Regions from separate parts of the Strix aluco genome. Here region 1 is linked to region 2. A link is a contact called in public Hi-C data. All regions are on one chromosome and are shown on one strand. Each heading gives the region's core, a stretch centred on a gene start, on an enhancer-like site or on the middle of the called end of the contact. The rest is flanking DNA. Distances are from core to core; before and after follow the strand shown. Region 1 holds the start of RPS8 (ribosomal protein S8). Region 2 holds the start of EIF2B3 (eukaryotic translation initiation factor 2B subunit gamma).

Region 1 (3,290 bases), core at 635-3,134, 180 kb after region 2:
AAGAACTATCCACATTTAGGTTTTTTGTCCCTCTGTAGCTCCCCTCCCCTCAGTAAAAAGGTAATGCGAGCATGTCACTCAGTGTAACTATGACACTCCAATCACTGTGAACTTAGCAGACATCCAAGTCTCCTAAGGCCACGTAAGGTCAAAGTTCTCATCACTCTGCATGCTGCTTCAGACCCAGTGCTGCAAGCTCCACAGTGCTCCAACCCAGCCTACAAGTCCACCATCATCCCTCTACCCTGCAACAGTACTGGGGACCAGCACGGCTGTAAAAGACTTCTCCCTTCCAACACATCAGGCATACGATGTACTTACATTCCGATCCCCAGGAGAAGTTGCCGACATCCAACCGAAGGGCACGGTATTTCTTATTTCCACCACGAACTCTCACTGTATGAATTCGGCGTGGGCCAATCTACAGTCAGAAACAAACACCAGCGTGTTGTTGGTGCTGGAATGCTGCACAGCTCACGCAGGAGCCCAGCTAACTCCTAAGCTCAAAGGCAATGTGGTCAGTGTAACTATGACAAACCCCAGCATCGGCAGATACGGTGAGTGACCAAAACGGTCTGTTGCATCTACCTAAGGTAAAAATTTCATCATTCCAATTGCCTCTTGTTTCAGAAATGTATTGCTGCTTTCTGCAGACAGAGGGAAATACCACCTTTATAAGCCAGAGACTTAACTGCTCACAAAACACAGCACGTTTAAACCTCTAAAACACATGACCAGCAACCCAACACAACTACCGACTGCCTTCCCCAAACCACCCACCTTAGTATTAGCAGGAGGTCGCCCCAACTCATACTTCCTCTTCTTGTGGTAGGGCTTCCTCTTGCCCCCAGTCTTGCGACGCTTATGCCAGTTGTCCCTGGAGATACCTGAGCAGAGAGCAGCCTGGTCAGAGGACGGCAGAGCCCACCTGGCCGTGGCAGGGCACAGTTCTGAGTCCTCAGCTCTCCAAGGTTGGTATCCGCACAGTGCACTCAGCCTTATGCAGCAGTCAGAGAAGCTTCATCATTGAGACTCAGACCCGCCTGGACCTGCTCCCTCCCTCCCAGCAGGGCTGTACAAAGCACACAGAGTCCCTCCATCCCATCCAAGGGTTGTCCCCCCTGGGAGGTGGCCTCCCAACTTAGCTGGCATGCTGGGCACCCCATGGTTAGCGCCCCATCCCAAGCTGCTGGGCACCCCACGGGAAACACCCTACATTATCCTCCGGGTCTGGCAGGCTGCTGGGCCCCCGAGAGACACCCCAACACAAACCCCCTTCTCCTACCCAGCCTGCTGGGCACCCCATCTCCTGCTTCCTCCACAACCCCCCGCCAACGCGCTAGGTACAAGGACTCCCCCCACCCTTCCTGCTGGGTCTGCTGCGAAAGCCGTCCCACCTCGTCCGCAGGATTCATAGCGGGAAAAGCTACCTCCGCAGCCCCCCGAGCACTACGGCCCCACCGCCACGAGAGCCAGGCCAGCGCTCGGGGGCTGCACCAAGGCAACGTGAGGCCAGGCCGTCCGCATCCCGCCTCCCCCCCTCAGCCCTCGCCCGCCGCCATGTTGGGCCTGGGCACCCTCCCCGCCGCCAGCAACTCGGCACCGTCGTGGCCGCCCGCAGTGGCGGGCAGTGCAGGCAGACGGCACCCGCCGCCGTCACCCGGTGAGGGGCAGCGGCGGCGCGGCGAGCGGAGGGCGGCGGATGACGGCGGATGGCGGCTAGGCCCAGCGCGGCCCCACTCACCCATGGTGCAGCACTGGCGCAAAGAGGAATGGGCGGAGCCTCACGGGGCGGTTTGGAGGGGCGAGCTCTCGCGAGGTAGTGACGTCACCGCGCCGCCAGCGCCGGGCGCGTGCCGTTGCCTAGCGACGCGGCGGCCCGGGGGGAGGCGGCGGGTGATGGCGGGGGCCCCCCGCGGCCGAGCCTCAGCGTGTGTCGGGGCAGCGGCGGGCCCGGGCTCCAGCCCAGGAGGGAGGGGAGCGCTGTCGGGGGGCGGCCGGTCGCAGGCCCGTCCTTCCTGCCCCGCGGGTCACCTCGCCAACGCCGCCAGGCAGGGCCCGGAGCCCGGCATCCCGCGGCGGAGCAGCCCCCGCGCCCCGCCCACCGGGGTACGGCCGTGATGGGCGCGGCGGGAGCCTCATTAGCATAGGGCTCATTAGTATTGCTGCTGATTTGTATACCCAGGGTGCACCGCGGCGCGGCGCAGCGCCGTCCCGGCAGCAGATTCCGCCGCTCCCGCGGGGCCGGGGGGTTCGGACGCGCGGCCGGGTCCGGAGAAGAGGGTTAGAACAACGGGGGAGTCGAGGGGCGGGGTGTAGGGTGGTGGCGGGGGTCGCCGTGTACTACAGAGCGACAGCCGGGGGTCGGTAGGTGCGCGGAGGAGAGCTGTGTCATACTCCGGTTTCTCTTCAGATCGTATAAATCTTTCGCCTTTTACTAAAGATTTCCGTGGAGAGGAACAAGCACGAGTGTCGAGAAATTTTTTGAGGCTCCATTTCGGTGGAGCTGCCCATTTCTGGTTAAAAGTAGAGCGATGGGTAGGGATGTAGTCGCCATAGCGGGGCGGTCGAGTTTCCGTCTCCCCGCGGCTGCGCTAGGCTCAGTTTTAGATGAGAGCGCGTTCGCTGAGTCCGGGCCCAGGGGCTCGGCTGCGGGTCTCTACCGAGAGCACCAGGCCCGGCCGGCTGCCCCGGGGATTCCCGAGCCCCGGGCCGTTGTGCTCGGCGGCACGAACGCGGGGGTTGGCGGGGGGGGCCGCTGCTCGGGGCGGGACTGGGCGCCGGCCGGGGGGCGAGTGGTTTCATAGAATCCGGGAATCATCTCGGTTGGAAAAGACCGTGAAGCTCCTCCAGTCCAACCGTGAACCTCACCCTGACCGTTCCCAACTCCACCGGACCCCTCAGCGCTGGGTCAGCCCGACTCTTCAACCCCTCCAGGGATGGGGACTCCACCACCTCCCTGGGCAGCCCATTCCAACGCCCAACAACCCGTTCTGCAAAGAAATACTTCCTGACATCCAGTCTAAACCTGCCCTGGCGCAGCGTGAGGCCGTTCCCTCTTGTCCTGTGGCTCGTTCCTTGGTTCCAGAGGCTCATCCCCAGCTCTCTGCACCCTCCGTTCAGGGAGTTGTGGAGGGCGATGAGGTGCCTCACTTGTCTGTCTCGGGTTTTATTTTCCTCCGTAACTTTCTGTCCCTTTTCCTTACAATTTTGCAAAGTTACTATTATTTCGTTGTAATACGTAACGTAATTTTCGTTGTATTTGTATGGAGTTTCTCCCTGTTCCTCTT
Region 2 (3,231 bases), core at 476-2,975:
CCATGCTGAGTCCCTGGTCATGGGATACCCAGGAGCCTGGGGGAGGATAAGCCAGAGAGACCCTGGATAGGGATGCTTCTGGTTTAGCTGCAAACCCCACCGGTCCCCAGTCTGGTCCATCTGGTCTTCAGCCGCTATGGGCAGAGATAAGTGGCCACCCTGCGAACTGGGACCCCCATTTCTCCACCTGCCTTTGCGCAGGGTGCCAGCCCTGCTCAGGGATGCTGGGGGCTCTCAGGGGCTGAGGGCAGAGGGGCTCCTCCTCTCCTGCCTCTGCTCTGGGCTCTCAAGAAGGGCAGAATAGACATGTCACATGTTAATTTGCTTTGCTGCGAGTTTCTAACAAAGCCATTACACATACTTTGTCGCAGTCACGTTTGAGGACTTTTCCTCCGATGACACCTGTATCCAGAACTTCTTGGAGGCACTCAACAACTTCACCAGTGGTGAGTGACCCTAAGACTTTCCCTGCTCTTTATGTGCAGCAGGGTGGGCCAGGGGACAGGGTACCTACTGCCCTGCACCCTGGGGATGCTCACCAGGTTCTTCCCTGGAAGTTGTTGTTCTTCCCTGGAAGTTGTCTGGCCTGACCTTTCCTGAGATGCTGAGAGCATCCCTTAGCTTTGCCCCATGCTCTCGGGATGGTTCTGCACAGACAGACCCTGCTGCGATGGCAGCGACTGGGATGATCCTGTCCCTGTCCCTGAGACCTGAGCCCTGTCCTTCCCCTCAGAGGATCTCAGCCGCTTCCTCAAGTTCGTCACTGGCCGGAGCCGTCTCCCAGTTCAGATCACTGTCTTCCCAGAAAGGTCGAAGTGAGTCCATCCTCCCTGGGCTGGGGTCCCTGCATGGCGCGAGGTCCCTGCACTCTGCTGGGGTCCTGAGTCATGCTGGGGTCTGACTCTCTCTCCTTTCTGCCAAGCTTGAACGCGTTGGACCTGATGCCACAGGCCTCCACATGCTCCTGCAGCTTCTTCTTGCCCAACTATTCCTCGTGAGTTGAGCTGGGGATGCAGGACAGGGATGCTCCCCCCTCCCTTGGGCTGACATTGGGGTCTCCTTCCAGGGGCCCCAGGTTCTGCCCTGGGGGATGTCTGGGTGGGTGCAGGGAGGGAAGCGTGAGGCTCTGGGTGCCCATCACAATCGTGACTCAGCATCCCCCCTGCCAGGGCCAAGGCCTGCGAGGAGCTGCTGCGGTATGCCGTGTACAACTGCGTGTCCATCGACACTGACAAGGAACCCTGGGAAGAATGAGGCCCCCCAGGCACCCCATGCCGTGGGAGCCACCTGCCCAGGGACCCCAGATGCAATAAAATTGCAGGGTGAGATCCTGCCGTCCTGCCCCAGGTCCTGTTTGTGTCCATGCTTCTCGAGGGCTGGGACTGGAGCGTATGTGGCCAGTGCTGCAGCTGGGGGGGCGGCTAGCAGGGCACTGTCTGCTGAGGGCTGCGCCGTCTCGGCGTGCTGTGGGGTGGAGAGCAGGGCGTGCCCGTGGGGCTGGGGGTCCCCAATGCACCCTGAAAACTGCCCCCCCGCACCCCGCGCTGCCTGCAGCCCCACCCCCGGCCGCCTGGGGGCGCTGTGCCGCCGAGCCCCTCCCGCGGCCCGCAGGGATCGATGGACTCGGCGCTCCGCAGCCTGGGATCCCGCCTTCGGTGTTCCTCTCGCTGACCTGGCCGGGAAGAACCGATCGCAGGAAGGCGAGGAGGCGGATCGAGCCTATCTGCGCTCTACCTTCGCTGCCCGCGATCGACCCACTCGGCTCTCCTCGCGCACGCGCAGTGCGCGCCGGCGCCGCCATTGCTGTGCTGTCAGTGAGGCGCTGGGAGCCGGCGGCCGCCAGAGCCGAGGTAACGGCGAGGCGGGGGGAGGCTCGGCGCCTCTGCACGGGTTGTGGGGTCGCGGGGGAGGCGGGGAGCCGACGCACGACTCCGAGAAGTGCTGGTGGCTAAAGTCGGTCCAGGTTGAACCGATCCGGTCTTAGCTCGGCCCGGCTCGGCCTGGCCCGGCTCGGGTCTGCTCGGTTCGGCCGTGGTTGAGTGAGGCCCTGCCCCTGTGCTCCCACTGCAGCATGGAGTTCCAGGCCGTGGTGATGGCGGCGGGGGGCGGTTCCCGTATGACGGACCTGACCTCCAGCATCCCGAAGCCGCTGCTCCCGGTGGGCAGCCGGCCCCTGCTCTGGTACCCGCTGAACCTCCTGGAGCGCGCCGGCTTCGAAGGTGAGGCGCGACGGTGTCTTGGTGTGGGCGTGTAGGTGACATGCTTACCCTGGTCTCTTCAGGCTTCCATGGTCGCCTCCCCCACTCTCGTTTGTCGCCCCCTCTTGTTCTAATCGTCTTGTCGCAGGTGCCCTGTTGGTCGGGGCAGGTGCTGTAGCAGGAGATATCTTCTCTGCACTGGAGCTATGCTGTTGGACCGTGTCACATCCCTTCCTTCACTCTAGGCTGCATCTCTTGTGCCAGCGCCCTCTTCCCCCTCTTCTCCCCTCACCAAGGCTTTTCCTATCTATATGCTTTTCCCAATTTTGATGCCTTTCCCAGTGTTGTTAACCCAGAGTCTCTCACTTGTTTCTTTCTCTGAATCATTAGTGAGAGCAGTGTCAGAAGTGTGTCAGCTCTCCTGGGATATCTCTTGGTTTGTTGTTTTAGTCTGGCCTGAAGTTCAGGGTTACTTGCTGTGTCTGAGGCATTTAGTCCTTGTTGCAGCGTGGAGCCAGGCACTGGGTTTTGGACAGAACAGGGCAGGGGAAGTGGCAGACTTATAATGCTCACCTGTGGGCCTTGGTTCACAGGAGGGCTAAAATGGTATTTAGTACATGGTGAGGTTCTTTAGTATTTTCTGGGTTTAGGGTTTTTTTTTCCCTTTTGAGTGGTGGACATAATCTTTCTGTGGTGTTTTCCTTGCTTCTTATAAAACTTCCTCCTGATACCTTTTGTGTCTCTGTTTTTTCATGTTTGTATTTGTCCTTTAACGTTTTGCTTCTCCTGTGTGACTGTGCAATTATTCTGTACTCCATCCTGACACTGTGGCTTTTCTCCTGACTGCTTCTTCTTTCTGTGAAGATGTAAAGATCAGCTCATGATTATCTATATTAGCCTCTTACTGTTTCAGTGTGAAGGAACAGAATAAAGAGTAAACTTAAGACTCTGCCTTCATTTTGTTTCATTCAGAAATCCATAAGCACTTTTTTCCCTTGGAATTGGTTTTTGCCTGTTGTTTGTTGAAATCTGC

What was found. Hi-C and Micro-C count contacts between places; a contact is called where the count stands out from the background.
Region 1: a Hi-C map of brain shows a contact between it and region 2, with 4 times the contacts expected there. The contact joins the promoter of RPS8 here to the promoter of EIF2B3 in region 2. A contact is called at or near these places in 2 of 2 Hi-C or Micro-C datasets (brain and heart).

What each region holds. Positions count from the first base shown.
Region 1 is chr8:11,690,181-11,693,470 of bStrAlu1.hap1, forward strand. RPS8 (ribosomal protein S8) reads right to left here and starts at 1,885. Exons shown (of 6, transcript XM_074832186.1): 1 at 1,745-1,885; 2 at 781-887; 3 at 322-421. The coding sequence starts at 1,748. It overlaps LOC141926849 (small nucleolar RNA SNORD55/SNORD39), which reads right to left and starts at 1,036; the gene lies at 952-1,036. It overlaps LOC141926844 (U5 spliceosomal RNA), which reads left to right and starts at 2,394; the gene lies at 2,394-2,508. It overlaps LOC141926852 (small nucleolar RNA SNORD46), which reads right to left and starts at 616; the gene lies at 513-616.
Region 2 is chr8:11,511,051-11,514,281 of bStrAlu1.hap1, forward strand. EIF2B3 (eukaryotic translation initiation factor 2B subunit gamma) reads left to right here and starts at 1,726. Exons shown (of 12, transcript XM_074832179.1): 1 at 1,726-1,850; 2 at 2,071-2,219. The coding sequence starts at 2,072. LOC141926447 (E3 ubiquitin-protein ligase HECTD3-like) reads left to right here. Exons shown (of 21, transcript XM_074832178.1): 18 at 372-446; 19 at 734-815; 20 at 923-994; 21 at 1,170-1,346. The coding sequence ends at 1,254.